Regions from separate parts of the Mus musculus genome. Here all the other regions are linked to region 2. The links are chromatin contacts, called in public HiChIP or PLAC-seq and promoter capture Hi-C maps. All regions are on one chromosome and are shown on one strand. The core of a region is the stretch at or near the end of the contact, and the rest is flanking DNA. Distances in the headings are between cores, read along the strand shown. Region 1 holds the start of Tmem120b (transmembrane protein 120B). Region 2 holds the start of Clip1 (CAP-GLY domain containing linker protein 1). Region 3 holds the start of Setd1b (SET domain containing 1B). Region 4 holds the start of Morn3 (MORN repeat containing 3). Region 5 holds the start of Orai1 (ORAI calcium release-activated calcium modulator 1).

The links. Promoter capture Hi-C pulls out the DNA fragments that hold promoters and counts their contacts. HiChIP or PLAC-seq counts read pairs in DNA pulled down with a chosen protein or histone mark.
Region 1: a FOXA1 HiChIP or PLAC-seq map of pancreatic cancer cells shows a contact between it and region 2. The contact joins the promoter of Tmem120b here to the promoter of Clip1 in region 2. A contact is called at or near these places in 1 of 39 promoter capture datasets (pre-B cells), 3 of 115 datasets of contacts at active chromatin or transcription factors (bone marrow-derived macrophages, embryonic stem cells and pancreatic cancer cells) and 1 of 9 other capture datasets (pancreatic islet).
Region 3: an HNF4G HiChIP or PLAC-seq map of pancreatic cancer cells shows a contact between it and region 2. The contact joins the promoter of Setd1b here to the promoter of Clip1 in region 2. A contact is called at or near these places in 6 of 115 datasets of contacts at active chromatin or transcription factors (bone marrow-derived dendritic cells, bone marrow-derived macrophages, effector CD8 T cells and 3 more).
Region 4: a contact with region 2 is called in an HNF4G HiChIP or PLAC-seq map of pancreatic cancer cells. The contact joins the promoter of Morn3 here to the promoter of Clip1 in region 2. A contact is called at or near these places in 1 of 39 promoter capture datasets (pre-B cells) and 3 of 115 datasets of contacts at active chromatin or transcription factors (bone marrow-derived macrophages, memory CD8 T cells and pancreatic cancer cells).
Region 5: a contact with region 2 is called in a promoter capture Hi-C map of pre-B cells, with 3 times the contacts expected there. The contact joins the promoter of Orai1 here to the promoter of Clip1 in region 2. A contact is called at or near these places in 2 of 39 promoter capture datasets (liver and pre-B cells) and 1 of 115 datasets of contacts at active chromatin or transcription factors (bone marrow-derived macrophages).

The regions. Positions count from the first base shown.
Region 1 is chr5:123,074,330-123,078,304 of GRCm38.p6, reverse strand. It overlaps Tmem120b (transmembrane protein 120B), which reads right to left and starts at 2,030. Exons shown (of 12, transcript NM_001039723.2): 1 at 1,810-2,030. The coding sequence starts at 1,878.
Region 2 is chr5:123,681,697-123,685,716 of GRCm38.p6, reverse strand. It overlaps Clip1 (CAP-GLY domain containing linker protein 1), which reads left to right and starts at 1,356. Exons shown (of 24, transcript NM_019765.5): 1 at 1,356-1,465.
Region 3 is chr5:123,140,860-123,144,694 of GRCm38.p6, reverse strand. It overlaps Setd1b (SET domain containing 1B), which reads right to left and starts at 2,502. Exons shown (of 17, transcript NM_001040398.2): 1 at 2,241-2,502; 2 at 1,568-1,752; 3 at 1,241-1,339; 4 at 344-614. The coding sequence starts at 1,738. It also overlaps a transcript of Rhof not described here.
Region 4 is chr5:123,045,618-123,050,058 of GRCm38.p6, reverse strand. It overlaps Morn3 (MORN repeat containing 3), which reads left to right and starts at 3,043. Exons shown (of 5, transcript NM_029112.2): 1 at 3,043-3,428. The coding sequence starts at 3,284.
Region 5 is chr5:123,013,814-123,017,707 of GRCm38.p6, reverse strand. Orai1 (ORAI calcium release-activated calcium modulator 1) reads right to left here and starts at 2,634. Exons shown (of 2, transcript NM_175423.3): 1 at 2,142-2,634. The coding sequence starts at 2,450. Gm2479 (a long non-coding RNA gene) reads left to right here and starts at 2,681. Exons shown (of 3, transcript XR_387710.4): 1 at 2,681-2,981.

The DNA of each region.
Region 1 (3,975 bases), core at 781-3,280, 610 kb after region 2:
GTGTGTATATATATATATATATATATACCCTCCATACATATATATAGAGGAGAGAGAGAGAAGAGAAGAGAAGAGAAGAGAAGAGAAGAGAAGAGAAGAGAAGAGAATTTTTGCTCCAGTCTATGACCTTAACCACCAGGAAGCTATCCACTCTGTACTCAGACCCAGAAGCTGACCATCAAGCCTACACCAGTTGGGTCCCTCTTCCTCAAAGGAGGATCTAGTCTGTCCCAGTTGTCCCATCTCTAAGAAACCAGATCCTTCCAACAGCCCTTGCTGTTCACCACCAGACGAGGAGATCCAGATCAACTCATAACTCCTCCGCCCCCGACCACCCGAGCACCTGACCCCTCATGACATCTTCCTGTCATAACAAATCAAAGGCCTCCTTTACGACACCTGCCTGCCAAGACTTGCTACCTAATTGTTGATAATTGCATTAATTGCATAGTTCTGCAGTGTTAGGCTCCTCCTCCTCGTAGTTTAAAACAAGCCGAAAGGAAGGAAATAGAAGCAAAAGCCCCACGCAGGAAACCTCTTCTCCCACTCCCAACTCTAAGACCCACTCACTGGCTCTGTGGCTGGGCATGGCTTCACAGCCCAGTGGGAAAAATTGTTAAGGATATGGCTGAGTCTTTTCCCCGTGGGTGGAACCAAAAGGGATCCTCTGGGAACTATGAGGAACCCAAGACCTCAGATCTGAAAGAGAAGGCACCAACCCATCCATATATGCTGGAGGGACTACGAAGGGATGACAGTCCTGGGTCTCTTAAGTCTCTGCCCATGCCGATCTGCTGCTCAGGTTCACCGGCATCCTTCTGTAACATCGGCAGCCTCACTTTACAAAGACCCATCACAGACCTCCCTTGACAGCATTCTCCTCTGGACATTGCAGGAGGTCAGCCCAACTGAGAACGCTACAGGGACAAGGGGAATGACAAAGTAACCATTGAGAGGAGGAGAGAGTGAATGCGAGGAAGCCATGTGTTGTTCCTCTTGGCCGTCCCCAAGGTTTCCTGAGTCTCTAGTCCCCAGAGCATATAGCTGAGGCCTCTCTGGACCCTCCTGATAGGACCGGGTGGCGATGCTATCCTCTCAAGAGCCCAGCTCTTATACCAACCTTCAACACACCAGGTGGAACGCTCTGTGCCAAAACGGTGAGGGGTTGGGTGCAGCCCTCTATCACCGGGTGAGGCAGCCAGCTGTCAGAACTGACAGATGCCTGCCATCCACAATGGTAAACTCAGCTCGCAGCAGCCGATAAGCAGAACCACATCAGAGCTCCCAAAGTCAAGGCTATGACTGAGGGGTCTCTGAGACTTAAAAACTGCCTAAGGGGCCAAGATGAAAGCAGCCAAGCACAACTCTCAAACCGCAGTTGCAGCGAGGGCTGCCCAGCCAGCACAGAGCGTGTAGTAAGGAGTTGAACAGCCAACTGCAACTGGAGGGTTGGGGGGAAGATCCCTTGTGTGGGGGTTGGTCTGGTGTCCTTTGAGTATCACAGTTTCCTCGTGAACACACCTGGAACTTGCCTCGGGGGCCAGAGACGAACTTTCTGTAGCGAAGGGAGAGCGTGGAGCAAAGAGTGGATGAGAGGGCGCGAGAATGAGGGGCGCCCCAAGAGACTGAGGAGCCAAAGCGCTGCTACATAGGAAGGGGCTGCGCCAGGCCACCCACCAGCCCATCGGACGCACAGCCCGGGCCACCGTCTGGGTCCTATCGCCCCACCTCCGGGCTGGGATGGCTAGATAGGGAAGGCACAAGCACCGCAGGTAGCAAGAGTGGCGGGACCAGGTGGCCCGGTCCTACCTGCAGCTCCTGAAATTCTCCCTCCAGCTCGTGCCACTCGCGCTCGCAACGCTCCAGCTGGCCGGACATGGTGCAATGGTGCAAGGCGGCGGCGGCGGCGGCGACGAAACCCGCAGCGTGACCCGTCCGGCCACCAGCAGCCCACGCCCGCCCGCTCACTAGCCGCCTCCCGAGGCACCAGCTGTTCCTGCGCAGCCGGAGCCACGCGCGCACCTGACGTCACGGGCCCCGCCCCGGCGCCAGCCTCACCCCCTCGCCCGAGGGTGGGGCCCGCGCATGCGCATGGGCGATCCCCCGGGCTCTGGCCTCGTGGCGGGTGCAACTCTTCAGTCTTCTTTGGGTCTCTTCACTCCTCGTGTGTAGGTAGTAGGTTTCTCGTCGGAGTGGGTGGAGGGTTTATGTGTAAGCTGCATTTATGGCTTATGTTACTTAGATTATCTTTGTGGGAGAGTGAGGTGGAAATGATTTGGAGGAGGTAAAGGGAAAATTCATGTATTCCTTCACATTGCCTGACCTAGGCCAAAGCCAGTGCCCTGAAATGACAGCTTTGACAGTGACCGCGTAGTAAGGTCAAGGGCAGGATGGGAAAAATGCAGACTTGGCTCTGTCATCTCACGCTGGCGATGATATTTATTGCAACCAATACAGCCTAGATACATCCCTGTCCTCTAAGACACTGGGTGACTCTTGACAGCTGGTGCTGTCAGTCAAAAGCCACAACCACCAAGTTTATGGAATACAGTTGCCTCCCTTTCCGTGCCAAGTCCGAAAAGACCTGCACAAGCCTGGCTTTTCCAACCACACCTCCTATCTCCCTGCCCTAAATCCAGCTCTCCGGCCATTGTTTTTATCCTGACTTGACATTCCTCCCTCTGAATCATCATGCAGTGGCTTCTTGCTCACTCCTGGAACCTCATTCAAATGACACCTGCAGCTGGGTGTGATATTGCATACCAGCCTTGACAACGTAGTAAGACTTGTCTCAACAAACAAACAAACAAACAAACAAATAAAATATCAAATGATGCCTGTCGGGGCTGGAGGGAAAAACTTCAGTGGTTAAGGGTGTGTGTTCTGCAGTTTGGGTGGCACATGCCTTTCATTGAAGCACTCCAGGGCCAGAGGCAGATAGATCTCTGTGGGTTTGAGACCAGCCTGGTCTACATAGCTCAGGGCCAGCTCCACAGTAAGACCCTGTAAAATTAATTAAAATTAAAAGGACACCTGCATTAGTTTCACAGGGCTATGCTTAGCTACAAGTGGGTGGCCTAGACAATAGAAGTGCATTTATCTCACAGCGACCAACCTGAAACGAAAGTGTCATGACTCCTGAGACCCTGGGTAGGGCCTTGCCTTGCTACCTAGTAGCCATGACAGTGACTGTTGAGCCTACATACTCCATGGCTTTCATCTGCATTGCTCCATTCTCTCTGACCAGTAGTTACAGGGCCTCTCTGTGTGCCCTCTCTTATGAAGACACTGTGAATGAAAATCCCCAGAAGGGCTAGAGAGATGGGTCAGCCTCAGCGGTTAAGAGCACTGGCTGCTCTCCCAGAGATCCTGAGTTCAATTCCCAGCAGTCACATGAAAGAGCTAGAGAAAGTACCCAAGGAGCTGAAGGTGCTTGCAGCCCACTAGGAGGAACAACAATGTGAATTAACCAGTATCCCCAGAGCTCCCAGGGACTAAACCACCAGCCAAAGACTACACACGGAGGGACTCATGGCTCTAGCTGCATATGTAGCAGAGGAAGGCCTAGTTGGTCATCAATGGGAGGAAAGGCCCTTGGTCCTGTGAAGGTTCTATGCCCCAGTGTAGGGGAATGCCAGGGCCAGGAAGCAGGAGTGGGTGGGTTGGTAAGCAGTGAGAGGGGGAGGGGATAGGGGGTTTTCGTGGGGGAAACCAGGAAAGGGAATAACATTTGAAATGTAAATAAAGAAAATATCTAGTAAAAAAAAAAAAACAACCAATCAAAGTGGGAAAATGAAAAAAAAAAATTTGTTTTGTTTTTTTTTTTTTTGAGACAGGGTTTCTTTTTCTTTTTCTTTTTTCTTTTTTTTTTTTTTTTTTTTCTTTTTCTTTTGGTTTTTCGAGACAGGGTTTCTCTGTGTAGCCCTGGCTGTCCTAGAACTCACTCTGTAGACCAGGCTGGCCTTGAACTCAGAA
Region 2 (4,020 bases), core at 107-2,606:
AGGCCTGGCTGCTATTATTATTATTATTATTATTATTAAATATTTTATTTATTTGTTATTATAAATTTTATGACAGGGTTCTATGTATACTCTGTGTAGCTCTGGCTGTCCTGGAACTCAGGAGGCAGAGGCAGGCAAATCTCTGTGTTTGAGGCCAGCCTGGTCTACAAAGAGAGTTCCAGGACAGCCAAGGCTATTACACACAGAAACCATCTGGAATAACCAAGAGAGGAAAAACAGAGTTGAATTGTACTCAGATCAGCGGGTAAGTATTGCTTGCCTAAGTAGGAATGAATTCTGGGTTCCCAGGGTACTCTCACCTCTTGACCTTGGAGCTCACATATCAGGCTCAGGTGGAATAATAGATTATTTTTGTGTGTGTGTGATTTAAGGCTTAAATGGACAGGAGGGTCTGCAGATGAAATTTACTTTGTGCATTTCCAGTGGAGTTCCCTTCTTGGGCTCTCTGAGGTGCCTGTTTGCCCAGACACAATGGTGTTTTAAATAAAGGTCAAGAAGGGAGGTCGCCCTTCAGAATATTTCCTCCTTGGCCCCTTCTCCATCAATACTGAGTCACTGCAGAAACCTGGGCTTCCAACAGCTGCAGATTTCTGCCGGGAGCTGCAAAACTTCTGGGGTTGCCATGGTCCATGGGAGCGAAATGCTGGCCGCCCTCTGCTAGCGCAGCCCTGAGCCGGCTGTTGCAGCGTCCTCTCCAGTCCCTTTCAAAAGCTTGACAAGGGGATCCCTGCTTGGGGAGGAGCCCGAACGGGACATTAACCTGGGCTTCTGTCCAAACGACTGGGGCGAATAAAAGACGCTTTTCTTAAACTAACTGGGCTGCAGCCCTGGGCTCATCTCAAAGGATTTTTTTTTTTTAACCCCTCAGTGATTTCCTGGAGAGCAGAGACCGTTCATCCCAAGCTGAGCTTGCCTATGGGCATCTCCCTTCCAACTTGGGGCAACGGATTTATCACCCTGCTCTAGGCGGGAAAGGGAGGTCAATGAAATCAATCAGCTCCCCCACTCTCCAACCGCACCCCATCCCATCCCCAAACGGCAGGCTGCGGTTGGTCCAGTCTACGGGTAGCCATCCGGGGTGACTTGCATATTCTGGGCACACTTGGCTAGGAAACAGGGAGAAGCCTGAAATGCCAAGGCACCCGCGTCTGCAGGCCCTTCGGTCCGTCCCCCGGCATCTTGCTCCTTATCGTGGAGGATTTAGGGGCTCGCAAGGGGAGCAGGCAGACAAAGGGGCGGCAGGGGAGCTCGCGGGCGGCAGCGGCCCGGGCACGGGGAGGGGCGGCGCGGCGTCTTCTCCCGGCCCCGCGGCGGCGGCGGCAGCGCGTCACGTTCTCTTCCCCGCCCCGAGCCGAAGAGCCGGGGAGGCGGGAGGCGGCGGCCGCGGCGGCTGCTGCTGCTGCTGCTGGGAGGCAGGTGACGGCGACCAGCGGCGTCCCAGGCGGTGAGCGAAGCGCGGGCCCCATCTCCATCTCTCCTTCCTCGCCGTCCCACCCGTTCTCCCTCCGCTCCTTCCCGCCGCCCGGGGATCCGGGAGGGAAACGCCGGGAGGGAAGGCTCGTCTCAAGCTCCCGCCACGCACCGGGACGGCGGCCGAGGAGCCGCGGACGCACCCGGGAGGGTGGCGGGCGCGGGGAGAGCGTGGCTGCGGGGAAGGCTGGCTGCGTGCGAGCCGCGCGCGTCCGGGCCCTGGCAGCCGCGGCCCGGGGCCTTGCCTGCCTTCCTCCCGCCGCCTCAAGATGGAGCGTGGACTCCTTGTCCCTGCGCCGCCTCGGGAGCCGTTCTCGGAGGAGCCCGCGTCCTCTTCCCCAGCTCTTGGAGGGGGAGGTTCCGGGGACGGCTCCGTCGCTCCCAGAGGCCGCGGGTCCGGTTCGACCTGTTGCCCTGGACGCCTCCCGCCGCTCGCCATCTGGGCGAGCTTTCCTCGGGCAGGCCCGGGACGCCGGGTGGCCGGCCGCGAGCCGGCATGGAGGGCGCCCTTGCCCCGTGGCGCTCGGGCTCAGCCCGGCCCGGCTCGGGCCCCGGTTCCCGGTCCCTGGCTGTTCGGCCCCGGGCTTTTGTTTTCCTTCAGACCCCTGGAGCGTGATTCTCTGTGAAGGTAGAAGGGCGAAACAGGGTGCCAGATCTCTGAAATCACCGCTGCCCGGTAACCCGAACCTGCCAGCGCGGTCGGGGGTTGGCGCGGAAGACAGATGACACTTGTTCGGGGTTGGGGGTGGGGATGGGGTGACTATTTTAAAAGCAGAGAGCCTTGTGGTTTGTCTCGAACCTGGAGGTGTTGCGTTATTGGGGAGAGAACAACAGAATATCGGATTAATTTATTTAATTTTTATTTATTTTTATTTTTTTCTGAGTCTGGAGTCCTGCCCTGACATCCCGTAGTCTCTCCGCTTCATGTGGCTTTTCCCATCTGGCAGAAACCGCACACCACCCCCTTCCTCCCTGCCCAGCCCCACCTCTCTGGTATGAAGAAATGACTCGTTAAGTCTGGAATCCACGTGCATACCCATTTTTTAGCAAAAACTTGCCAACTACTGTTTCTATTTATTTACTTATTTATTTATTAAGACAGTGGATATGTTTCTGTCATTTCCTTGGTTTTTTTTTTGTTTTTGTTTTTGTTTTTTTTCATTTTGGTGTGAGTCGGCAGTCTAGCCTCTTCTAGGCCCAGGACTGTGTCTGTCTGTCTGCTTGGGGCTCTGTTAGTATTTATGCGGTGGTGCTTTGGTGATTCTCATGCTAGGATTTTATGATTATTATTCCTAATTGTGGCTCCCAGTTAGGAGAGCCGCGTTTGGCTTCTAGGCGTAATGATGCTCTTTTGCAAGTATCCTCAGGACTGTTGCTCCTCAGCCTTGGGGCATTTCTTCCTCTTGAAATAATAACAATTAGGGTTTATGGAGGGCTCCTTCTGACCGTGCTCTGGGCAAGTGCAGAGTTTTGTTTTTGTTTTTATCTCATGTAATCCATCCAACCTAGGGAGGTTGCTGTCATCGTCATTTTACAGGGAGGGCACTGAAAGGTCAGAGTCACAGCCAATACGAGATGTTGTCAAGAACTGTACCTCAGTCTGCTAAGTTAGTTTGTTAGGGCAGTGAATCAATGGTAAAAGGCAAGGCTGGACGTTATGAAAGCCAAGGAAGTGGGTGATTGCTCAGCTGAGAGCCTGGGACTCTTGCTGAGGTTCAGAGGAAGTGGTTAGGCTTCCTCCTAGGCCTGGATTAGAGAGGTAAACATTGAACCTGGGTGGGAACTTTGGTAGTATCTCTGAACATGAGGATTTTGCTATTCTCAGCTCTTTCAGTCATTGCTGAGCACGAAAATAAGCCAACCTGGTTCTTGTCTTTAAGAAATTTAATACATTCTAAAAACTAGTATTTTTAATTTTTCTTTTAGTTTTGGTTTTTCAAGACTGGGTCTCTTTGTGTGGCTTTTATTGTCCTGGAATTTACTCTGTACACCAGGCTGGCCTTGAACTCACAGAAACCAGTTTGCCTCTGCCTCCTAAGTACTGGGATTGAAGACGGGTGTCATCACTGCCTGGCTTATAAAGGAAACTTTGACTTGAAAAAGAAACAAACATAAGAGTCAGTGTTATTAGTCATGGCATGCCTGTTATTTCAGTATTGGTGAAGTGTTACGGACCCTTCGATGGCTGCTTATGGAGCTGTGGTCTGTCTGTGTAATGAGCTCTATTCAGTTTGCACACCTCAGATACTCATGGAGCCATTTCCTGTGCCACCTGCCCTTCTGGATGCTGGTGCCACAACCCTGAAGAGCTTTACCAAGCTTTATCCTCTCGGTACTTCTCTTCCACTTGAAAGACAGACGATAAGCAGATTAAATATAAGTATGTTGCATGTTAGTTAGAATGTCATAGATGGTAAAGAAAAAAAAATGTACAAACCAGAGGAGAAGGAATATGAAGTCTTGTAAATAATGGTTAGAGTTGTGGGGACTTTCAGATAGGGTTTCCAGAGACCCGGCTGGGAACATGAT
Region 3 (3,835 bases), core at 1,253-3,752, 540 kb after region 2:
AGCAACACTAGGGACTGTCTAAACGCAGGCCACAGGGGCTCAGAGAGGGGCCCACAGGGGTGTCATAGGTGGGGGAAGCCTCTGGGTGGTCCCTAAGGGTGCAGTGGCCAAGGACTGGCACATTTGGTAAATTATAGTCTGTCTCCTAGCAACAGACAACACATTTGGCTCCATGTGACTCTGCCCTCCGGAGGGGACAAAAAATAAATGGTGGTGGTGGTGGTGGGGAATCCCAAAGAAGAGACAAGGAACGATAAAGGGGTTTCCAAGATGAGGGTGAGACTGACAGGTGGCCTTCCAGCTCCTCCCCCACAGGCCACCAACCGGCCGGGCCACCACTAACCTTTGGTGTCCAGCTCCACGTGGATAATGTTGCCCATGACAGAAGTGCTGTGCAGGTGTTGGACGGCCTCCTTGGCGCCCCTGACTGTGGCAAAGACCACCTTGGCAATGCCCAGGTGTTTCTTGGTCTTCGGGTTATACAAGATCTCCACCTCCTCCACCTCCCCATACTTTTTGCACATGTCCCTTAGGAAGTTTTCACGGACGTTGTCATTCAGCTTGGCAAATGTCACCTGCTTTGGAGGCACAGGGCCCACGTAGAACTCATCGATCTGCCAGGGGCCGCGGCCGAGGTGGGGGGGGGGGGGAGGGAGTTTGGAAAACATTAAAACCAAAGAGAAAACACAAGCACGCCTCACTTGCCCAGCAGTTAAAAAAAAGAAAGAAAAAGAAAAAAGAAAACAAAAAAAGCATGCGGGCGGGCCTAGGAAGCAGAGGATTAAATCGTTTGGAACCTGGAAGTCCTCTGGGTTCGAAAGGAAAGGGGAAAAAGAAACAGTTTCTCTTTCCCCACCCCCCTATTCTGGCCTCCTATCCTTGCTGCTGGATCCCAGACGACCCTCTGGTCTAGGAAGTTGTCCCCTTTAAAGCCAAAGGGTTGGGAGGGGGGCGGGTCCCTGAGCCAGGGCCCTGGGTGCGCAAGGACCCAGGTGGGGACCGGGAGCCCCCAGCTCTGCCGGCATGATACAGTCTCAGTGCCCTCGTTACAGTTTCTCCGAGTGTTATTTTGTTTACAGTGGCCCGGAGGGGACACCCCTCTCCCCCCTCCCCGCCAAAACTTCCCAGTCCTGGACGGCGGGAACTAAGAATCCGGCTGGGCTTGGTCAGGACTGGCGTTATTTTCGAACTCGGGGAAGGAGGGGGGGAGGGACCATAAGACAGAGAGGAGGGGTCCTACCTTGAATTTGGGCACAGACAGCTCCAGCTCCTTGTTTTTGGTCCAGATTCCGACCACCCGGGGATCTTCCACGATCTCCACCGGGCGGTTGCTGGACATCTGTGGGCAGAGACAGGGGGTTCAGTATAGAAGGGCTGGCACCCTCCCCAGGGGCAGGGGCAGACCCCCCCCCCTCAAGGCACCAGTCCCACTCCAGGCTGAGGGGAGGGAGTCCTGGCTGACAGTTGGCCCAGGTAGCTGGAAGAGGGGTCCCCCTCCGTTCGCCTCTTGTCTGGGGGCTCCACCGGGGGTGGGTGGGGGTGGCGGGAAGGCGCGCCGGCTACTCACGGCCAGGCTGAAATGCTGCCCATCGTAGCGGTACAGTTTATGGTGCCCCTTTTTCAGAGCCGGGTCAATCATCAACTTGTAACTTCTCCAATGGTGGTTCCTCCTCTCGCCCGAAGGGCCGGGCTGCGGCGGGGGCTGCTGGTGGTGGTGGTGGGGGTGACTGTTCTCCATGCCGTTAACCCAACCTGAAACCCAAGCAAGTTGTTGTCCTCTCCGACGCTTCTACACATTCGCCCGAGAATCCAATCGGCTGGCCCCCACCCCCCTCCCACCTTACCAGCGCGCCCCGAAAGCTTGTCTCGCTGCCTCTCCCCCCCCCCCCCGCCTCCCGAGGAAAAAAAATCTAAGAATGGAGCGAGAGAATAAACCCTTTCCGGAGGGTTTACGCGCCCGCCCGCTCGGCCACCGTCTCCGGCTGGCAGCGAGGGGCTGCCCGGGGCCCCCGCTGCGGGCTGGCGCGGTCCGGGACGCACGGAGGACGCGGGCTCCGGCCCATGGTGCCGCCAGCCGCCCGGCGTGGCGCTCGGCCCGGCTCGGGAGCGGGGCGCGCGGCAGGGCCTGGCGTCGCCCGCCCGGGCGGGGGCCGGGGGCTCGGGCTGCCCGGCTCCTCTGACCGCGGCCTCTCTCTCTCTCTCTCTCTCTCTCTCTCCTCCCTTCCCTGCGCCGCGCTTACATCCCCGCCGGGCGCCGGCCTCCCTGCGCCGCCAGCCAGTACATGGTGTCCCCCGCGGGAGCCGAGGCCGGGGCGGCCGGACCGGGGGCCGGGATGGGGGGGACGCCGCCTTAGCGGCTGCCGGGCCCCGAGCTGCCGCTGCCCTTGCTGCTGCCGCCGCCGCTGCTGCTGCTGCTGCTGCCCGGGAGGCGGCTGGCGGCGGAGGCTCGGCTCCCAGTAGCCGCACATCCCACAATACACCGCTAAGGAGCCCGACCCGAGTGCTCACCCTCCTCCTCTTCCTCCTCCTCCTCCTCTTCCTCCTCCCCTCGCCTTCCTCGCCGCTTCCCCAGGCACTCTCCCGGCGGCGGCAGCTGCGCCGCCAAAGCCCCGGGCCCCAGCGGCCCCCCACCCCTCACTCGCGCGCTCCCACACTGCCTCCCCCCCCTTCCCCGGGGGGAAGGCCTTTTAATTTATTTATTCTGCTGGGACTGAGGTGGGGGGCTTGGCTGACGGGGGAGAGGGGGGTCTCCACGGCTTCTATCTCCCCCGCGGCTGGGGCTACCCTTCCAGCTACGGAAGACTCCACGGTGTGCGCCCCCAGGGCCTCCCAAACTGTTTCCAAACTGCCCAGGCCGGTGGTGGACGCGTGGAGTCTCGGCGAAAAGGGCTGGGTTTCGAGTGGGGGGTGATCGTGTGTATGACTACTAGAAGCCTGGAGGGGAGGCAGACGTCGACCCCAAACGAGTTTGCAATCGAGGTATCTCCGATCCCGCTTCCTCTTTGGCCCGCACGCCCCCTCCCTCCCAGGAGCTGTGCTGGGGAAGGGAAACCAAGGTTTGGAACCACACTAGCCTTCACATTCCTGGGAGGATACAACCCTCGCCTGGACGGGGAAGATAGCTCTTTCTCTTTATTTTTTCGTTTTTATTTTTTGCCTTTCTGTTTTTATTTTTGGAGGGGAGCGCCCAGTAATTGTCTTGAACACATGCTTCTCCCTCCCTCCTTCCTCCAGCCACCAGCGACAGAGAGTCCCCTTTTTTGCATTTATCATTTTCCTTCCCCTTTCTTTATTAAAGGTCCGGGAGTGGCGGCGGCCAATCAGCGCTCGGCTTCCATTTTGTGAGTTCAACTCGTAGGCTTCCCCGGCTTTTCGCGTGGATCTGGTTGCAGACGCCCTCGGTCTCTCTTCTCGGGCTGCCGAGGCGAAGCAGCCGCCTCGCCGGGGCTTCGTGGTGGTGTATTTCATATTGGGGCTCTTTTCGGGGTTTGTAATTTGGCCGTGGGTAGGTAATTGGCTGGAGCAGGGCGGCAGGGTGCGGCAGCCAATCAGCGCGCGGCTTCTATAGGGCTTGAGTTATTAGACGCTGATCTCAAAACATCCTTCATCAGACTCCAAGGAGAGGCCAACAGATGAGGGAGCCATTTTTCTGCAATGGAATTAAATGGCCAAGTGGGTTTTTCCTTTGTTGCAAATGGGGAATGCTTTTCCTTTGACTCCACCATCCAGTTCAGGACGCCTGAATGTGTTTAACATTTGCCAAAGGACTCACACTTGGAAGAATGAAGACCTTTTAAAAAGATCTGGATTTTTCCTTATGACTTGGAATCCATCT
Region 4 (4,441 bases), core at 1,794-4,293, 640 kb after region 2:
GCCACCTCTCCAGCCCGCCCCCTTCTTTTTCTGTTTGAGAGGTTTGTCGTTTTTTGTTTGTTTCTTTGTTATTTTTTGAAAGTGAGGTTGCCTTTAAAACCAACACTCACTCAGATGGCAGCCATGCTAAGTGCTTAAACAGAATAAACAGCAATGAAGCACACGGAGATTCCAATTTTAAATAGGGCGGTTCTGAGAACTCCTGCGTCTGGAGCTGACGTCTGAAGGCAAGATCCACACTCTCCGGTGGAGGAAGAGATGTCCTGGCAGCTGCCCCCAGAAGAGCCCAAGGCAGGAGGCAGGTACATGGTGCACTTTCCAGGAACAGCAGAGAAGCAAGTGTGTAGTAGCTCTGACAAAGGCTGAATGGGGAGGCTTAGGGGGACAGGATAAAGGGAAAAGTGAAGAGGCTAGGCAGGTCTTCCAGGATCCTCAAGGCGTTGTGAGCAGAGCAAGAATTTTGCATCTGTAAAATGTGTACACCGCGCATCTTCCACCGGAGATGGTCTCCAGAGCGTCCGGAAGATACTCAAAAGTCCTAAGGCGAAAAACAAATAAGACTTTCCCTTCCCTTAAAGTTTCCCGCTACCCTGCCTCTGCAGGAAGAGGCGGGCACAGCAAGTCAGTCAGTTTTGGCGTTGCCATAACAACCTCCCTAGGCCCAAGACTCACAACTTCAGCTGCGGGTTGAGTGAAGTCCAAGGCTGCTGTTACAGGTGAGCCAGTGGATGAAGGGGCTGGAGCTCGGGAATGACCCCAGCTGTCTGTCCCCTCCCCTCCAGTGTCCACAGAGCTCTCCTTAGTTTTTTGTTTGTTTGTTTGTTTTGTTTTTTCAAGACAGGGTTTCTCTGTATAGCCCTAGCTGTCCTGGAACTCACTCTGTAGATCAGGCTTGCCTCGAACTCAGAAATCAGCCTGCCTCTGCCTCCTGAGTGTTGGGATTAAAAGGTATGGGCCACCATGCCCAGCACAAGTGCTGCTCTTAACCACTGGGCCATCCTCTCCTTCTCTAGTTTCTGCTTTTTTCAAGACAGGGTCTCACTCCCAAGCTGACCTCAGACTTGTGGTGATTCCTCTGCCTCAGCTTTCCAGCAGTTAGGATTACGGGTTGCATTACAACTCCCAGCATCTCTTTGCCCTTAGTTGAGAACCTACTATGTGTGGGCACTTGGGTGCAGTGAGAAACAAAAAAACACATGGCCCCAGTCATCTCTGCTGAGAATGGTGGCCAGAGCAGGGGTGCTTTCAGAGGGAAAAGGTACTATCAGGATTGTTCTCGAAGGATATATAAAGATACTGCAAATGCAGATTGGTAGCCTCAGGATTCTGACAGCAGCACAAACCTTCTATACCATGGCTCCCCTCTCAAGTCCTCCACTCTCCATCTGAGGCCCTGCCAAGAAGCCAGATCTCTACACAACAATTAAAGGGCACGTGGAGAACTGCCAGTATGGGGCTGGAGAGATGGCTCATCGGTTAAGACCACTGCCTGAGGACCAGTAGATAGAGTACTTGCTTGGCATGTGTGAAGCCCTGGGCTTGATTCTAAGCACTGCATAAACCAAGCAAGAAGGCTAATGCTTGCAATCCTAGCATTTAGGAGGTAGAGTTGGGAGGACCGCTAATTTAAAGTCATCCTGCATCGTGAGTCTGAGGCTAGCCTGGGTTACATGAGACCCTGGATTGAAAAAAAGTCATTCTCAGCTACATTGGGAGTTTGAGTCTAACCTGTACTACATGACACCCTATTAGAAACAGAAAGGGGCAGAGAGAATGAATGAATGAATGAACTTGAGTGTAGTGGTACATGTCTTTTATGCCAGCACTCAGGAGGCAAGAAGAATAATGCAAATTAGGGGCTAGCCTGGTCTACATCTGGTCTACATATGGAGTATGGAGTTCCATGTCAGCCAGGGCCACAGAGCCATAGCAAGACTCCATATTAAAAAAAAAAAAAAGCAAGCTTTGTTTTGTTTTGATTTTTTTGTTTGTTTGTTTTGTTTTTATTTTGGGTTTTTGGCTTTTCAAGACAGGGTTTCTCTGTGTAGCCCTGACTATCCTGGAACTCACTCTGTAGACCAGGCTGGCCTTGAACTCAGATATCTTCCTGCCTCTGCCTCCTGAGTGCTGGGATTAAAGTCATGTGCCAGTAGTCCCCTCTGTGGGAACAGAGGCTGTAAAACATGCACAGGTGGCAGGCACAGTGTCCAACCTGAAGCACACAGGTTGTGAGGCTGACCCTGTGGGTGGATGCTAAGATACCATGACCTCCTAGAACTGGCTTCAACCTGAGGATATTTTGATTGGCAGCACCTGTGTGTATGTGCTGCCGGTGCAAGATTTAATGGGAGTGGATTTGTACAGCCTCAGAACCTATGGAGTATGTGGTTGTATTAGTTGAGGGAGATTGCGGTCCCCAGGATGTAGATAGGAACGTTTTTATCACCCATGAGCCAGCTGGAGACAGATGGAAAGACATGAACAATCCCTTCTGGAGATTCTGGGGACCTGAGGAAAACAGGTCGGGGCTCCCAGACATGGGGAGGAGACCCTGGGCCACCCACTGTTTCCCTCTAGAGTCTATGGCTCTACCAGATAAGAGTCGTAGGGCTCAGATGTGGAAGGATGACCAGTGAGCCAAGGGCTGTCCAACTGTGTTTGTTTTGAGACAAGGTCTCACTGTATAGCTAGACTTGCAGTCTGGGACAGTTAGTCACCATGAAATCAGTCTCTGATTTGTGGGATCTCCCCTGCTGAAAGGCAACCCCTGAGCTTCATCTGTCCCATCTACCAGGTACGTAGGGCAAGGGCTAACAGGGCAGGCAGCTGTCTGCCTGATACCCTCTGATACACCTGGAGTGGTCCCAGTACTTGGTACCATCTGATCTTTCTTACTTCGAGTCTCTTCTACCAAAGTCGGTTCCTGATTGGTCTTTCAAGTCATTAAGTCACCTGTGAGCATCATTTTTCCCAGGGGCAGCTTCTCTCCAGTGTCATCACAATCCCTGGGTTCCAAAGGAATTATGCCATCACATCCCTGACAGATGGACCCTAGGAGAATGCAAGGGCAAGGACTGTTGTGGGTCAGTCCAGCACAGAGGGATCCCCACTGAGGGCTCTTCACCTGCCCTGGGGACTCAGAACACAAATGACCTGCCCTATTGGAACTCAGGCAGGCACCTCCCCAGGAAGTACCAGGATCCCCAGGATACACGGGAGTCACTGAGCCCCTGATGCCCCTACCTCCTGCTAGCACCCCCGCAACACCACAGAGGCAGCCAGCATGCCGGTCACTAAGTGTCCAAGGAAAGTAGAGCCGCCGTGGAAAGGGTGGGACCGGAAAGCCCAGAAGAACGGACTGAGACACCAAGTGTTTGCTGTGAACGGCGATCACTACGTGGGCGAATGGAAGGGCAACTTGAAACACGGTAAGCTAAGCGGGAGAGCCTCCGGGGATTAGTGGCCAGCGTGGGGTCAGAGTGGGTGGGCAATGCAAAACAAAACAAAAAGCACTGTTACAGAGTCCATTAAGAACATAAGCGATCTTGTTTTGTTCCCAACCCCACTTAGTGACCAGAACCGGGACCAGCAGGGGGCTGTGGCTCTGAAGTCCAAGTCAGCCCTGACTTCAGCTGAGCCAGAGTCTAGGGACAGAAAACAAAAATGGGATAGGGATCATCAGAAGCCAGCCCAAAGCTGGGTGGGGTTCTGGGGGTGCTGGATCGCTCTCTGTCTTCTGACAGGGTAGCAGAGCCTGGGGTTGGTTGAAAAGGTCAACACATTAAGAAAATGACTTGCAGTAGGCGTTGTGGGCTTCAGATGCTGCCCTGATGCTCTGCAGATGGTGGGGGCACAAGGTCTGGGCCTCAAGACACAGGTTGGACCTATCCAACCCCCCAGAAGTAACTGAGTGACCATGATTACTCCTGTATGCCTGGACTCAAGTCTTAACCAGCAGGGGGCGAATGGGTTCTGGCCGATACATTGCAAATCACGTTTGTCCGGGATGGATGGGGGTAGGACGGGGACTCTATTTAAAAGCTCTAGTCTTGCAATTCCAGACTTAACCACTTTCTTCTCCTGCCTTCCTGGGTTATCTACACTAGAATCCCTGAGCCTGCATTGTTAGAATACCTTATCTATAGGTTTTCTCATCTGTTAAGTGGCAACAATGTCTCTTTATAAAGTACACGCAGCAAGATTGCTCAGAGCAAGGGTGCTCGGGGAGACTCTGCAAAGTAGACTACCATCACATTTCCCAAATGAGGTGACCTGGGAAGAAGTGACTACTGAAGAGGTGGTATTAGGCTATAGAGGGCACCAGAGAGGGGAAGAGAGGGAGTAACAAAGAAGACAGGAGCAGGGTGATGTTTGAGCTAGGCAGAAAGGATAAAGATGTGTCCAGGTTGAGGGGCTTTTCGTCTAAAATTTAGACCTTAAA
Region 5 (3,894 bases), core at 1,385-3,884, 670 kb after region 2:
GGCAGGAAGTTGGCTGTGCTGACTCACAAGCCAAGAGAAGAGTAATCCAGGAAACTTGTCACTCCGTTACCATGGCATGAGGGTGGCCAGGCACCCCCTTCCTCTCTTGAGGCTCACTCAAGGGGCTGGGTGTCGGCAGTGGGGGCAGAGCATCAGGAGACCTCAGACAATGAATCCAGAGTTCTTAGAAGTCCAGCTTCATAGCAGAGTGCTTAGTTGAAACTGTGGCTCAGAAGGGAGGCAGTCCTGGACCTCAACCCTTCGTAAGTCTGCACAATTTAAAGGATGGCATCCTGGAGTTGAGGAGCCTACTCTACCCAGGCTGTGCAAACAAGATTCCCAGGACAGACAGTGTGGATGCACCCATGCCCATCCACCGGTTTTAGCTACCCCAGCCTTCTAACCTCCTCCATGTTTTTAGTGGAGGCTTGACCTTCTGCAGAGGAGAACGAGAAAAGGAGAGGGTAGGAAAGGACCCCCTATCTGACCCTCACCTCTCCTGGGGTCTAAGAAGTTACAATTTACAAGCCATAAACACGTGATACCCCCTCCCCTAAAGTGTAAAACTTTCTCTTTAACTTCCAAAGAAACATTGTGTGGCTTTGTTTCTCATTCCCTTTGGCTTGGAGCTACCTGGCCCTGGCTGGAAACTGCCCATAGCACTGTGGTATGTCTTAAGTAAGACCTAGACACTGGCTGACCCAGGTTCAAGTCCTGTTTACCAGACTAGCTGTGTAGAACAGACAGGTCTTGAAGTCATGGGCAATCCTCCTGCCTCTGCCTCCTGAGTACTATAATTATAAGCCAACTCACTTTCACCTCTTTAAAGGGCTCCTCCTCCAACATCATTTTTTAAAGTCGGTTTTAAGGTTTTTTTTTTTAATCTGCCATTTAAGAAATCAAGATCTGGGGAGAGGGAGAGAGGTAGAGAGGGAGAGAGAGAGAGAGAGAGAGAGAGAGGGAGAGAGAGAGAGAGAGAGAGAGAGATTGATTTGCCTGAGGTCATACAGGCAAGCAGCAAGTGGCAGAGCTGGGAAGGGTAATTTATATCACACCTCCTGGCCTTTCCTCTCTGGCCTAGTGCACTGTGGGCTTCTAAAGCATCCGGGCTCACAACTGTGTTGATCCACTTGTTTGCAGGCGACAGGGAGAGACCCAGACAACACTCCCTTCCCAAGAAAACCAAGGGTGCCAACCACTCCCTTCCTCAAGGCCAAAGGCTTAGCTAATTCACGGGGGGGGGGGGGGGGGGGGGGGAGGCGGCCGTGATGGTGAAGGGGGGGGGCGGCAGACCCCACTGATGTAGGTTGATGTCATCGAAAGATAATAACAGCTCCAGGCAAACTCCAAGACAGGCAAGCCTGAAGGTATTCCTAGAGTTAAGGTCTGGTGCCTAACCTGCAGCCTCCAGGGGCGCCTCCTGCAGAGGCTTCGTACCACCTTCTTGGGACTTGAGGGGAGGAAAATATGCCTACCTCTTCATCAAGCAAGAGCCCTTTCAAGGGGAACATGTCCCACCCTCCTCCCCCACACCCAGTGACTCAGAGGCAAGTTTCTAGAGAAGAAAATGAGGGTGGGGAGTGGCACTCAACCCCTAGGCTGAGGCTCTTGGAAAATGCGGTGGGGTGGGGAGTGTAAAAGGGAGTAAGAGTTAGTGGAGTATGGGGAGGTGGAACGTATTGGGAAATCCCCTCCAATATTTGATAAAGTCTTGTTAATACCTTCCGGCCTTAGGTGTGCGAGAAGGCGCGGCCACAATGTAGCTCATCTTCATCTCCTGACACCTGTCCTCAGTGGGCTGGACCTTTTGCATCCTTCTTGTCCCCCTGATTACATGCAGGGCAGACTTCTTACATAGCAACTTCATGAAAGCAACATTCTTTGTAACCCTAACCTCTTTGCCGCGACAAGGTGCCCGTCTAAAAACACCTGCGCGTGGGTATCTCTATCTCTGGTCGTCCACCTCGCCCTCACAGCTCAGCAGCCTCTGGCTCCCCTCCGGCGCCTAGGACAGCTTTCCCCAGCTCTTCCCCTCACCCCAGGCACGCCCAGCCCGCTCCCAACTGTGGGCCCCGTCGGGGCTGCGGGCGGGAGCGGCCGAAGCAGGAAGAGGGGAGGAGGGCAGGGAGGCCCGAGCTCACCATGGCGAAGCCGGAGAGCAGAGCCGAGGTCCGGCTGGAAGCTTTGAGCTTGGCGCGGCTTAAGTAGAGCTTGCGCCAGGACAGCGCCTGCATCGAGTGCTCGTTGAGGCTCATCACCTCGGAGTAACTCTGGCCGATCCAGTCCGGGTAGCTGACGGCGGGTGGCGGCGGCGGCAGCGGTGGGGCCCCCGAGGGCTCCCCGTCCCCGCTGCGGCGGCGGCTCCGGCGGCTGCCGCTAGTGCTGCTGCCGCCGCTCACGGGAAGCTCCGGATTGCTGTGACTCGGGGGCGGGGCAGGCTCCGGATGCATGGAGTACGCTGCGAAGGCGCGGCTGGCGGCGAGCGCCTGAGAAGGCTGCGGCCCCGGGGCCGGGCCGGGCCGCGCCGCACCTCCGCCGGCCTCCCACTCGAGCCGGTCTCCCGCAGCCGGACGCACCGGATCCGAAGGCCGAGGCACTGGCTGCAGAACCGCTCCGCAAGTTCCAAGCGGCCGCGACCGGAGCCTGCGTGCCGACCGGCGTCCGGTCCCAAGCCGGCACCTCCGCGAGCTCCACGATTGGCCGGCGACCCGAGGTTATTTGCATACGCCACACCCACGAACACACCCCGCCCACAAGGCGGTGGGCGGTGTCCGTGCGAGTGACGTACCCCGCACCGCCTCCGACGGCTCCGCCCCCAGCCCCTGGCTCGCCTTCCTGGAAGCGCCCCACGCTGTCAGGCCTCGCTTCTCTTTGCAGCTGCTCCTGTGGCTTTGCTCCCGGAGCTCTTGACTTAGGCCATCCGAGGTCACCTCTGGGCGCCTCCTGAGGCCTATTTCCTCCTTGGAACAAGGTGGCAAAAGGTCTGTTGGAAAAAAGAGCAAGCGGAGGGCTACTAGAGTTCAGTGAGCGGTTATTGAGCGTCTATTGGGTGCCAACACGGTCCCAGGCACCGAGGGCAGGGTGTAGGCTTGTGATTGAGACGGACAAAGTCGATCCCGAAGATGTTATGCGTGCCTGGAGTCCCAGCATAGAGGAGACTGGAAAACAATGAGTTTGAAGGAGGAGTGAGCCCTTGCCTCGAAACACAAGAGGGACAAAATTCCCTGCACCCTTGCAGCCAACACTCTTGTAGAAAAGACACACAAACATCGAGTCAATTATAGTTCAGGAGACTGTAAATGTGTACAGAAAAAAAAAAGATAAAAAAAGGTGGATAGTAACAGGGTTTTTATTTTAATTTTAGAATGCTAGCCCCCGTTTGTATTTATTTATTTTTGAGACTACATAGCTCTGCCTGGTTTGAAACTTGTTATATAGACCAGGCTGGCTTCGAACTCACAAAGAGCCATCTGCCCAAGCCTCTGGACTACTGCCATTAGCATGTGCCTGCCATTAGCCTGTGCCTGCCATTCCCAGACCCCTCCGTAGCGTTTTCTATTCTGCAGGAGGCAGACTAAAAAGGTTCACACCTTGGGAGTCTCATCTGAGCTGAGACCTGGGCCAGCAAGATAGGCGCCAGGACCTAAGGGAAGAGGAAAATAGGGAGGTTCAGGGTGGGGCTCAGGAGATACCGGTAAGGTAGGGAGGGCACTGGGCTAAGGAACTTTAGGACACGTTAAGAGCAGTCTCACCGCTTTAACCCCCAGCCTTCAGAATGTTTCTTGGCACATACTCCACATTGAAGAAATGCTTGTTGACTGAATACATGTGGGAAAAACAAGAACAAATGATAAATTTAGATCCCAGTCAAATAAATCCTAAGCATGTGGTGTG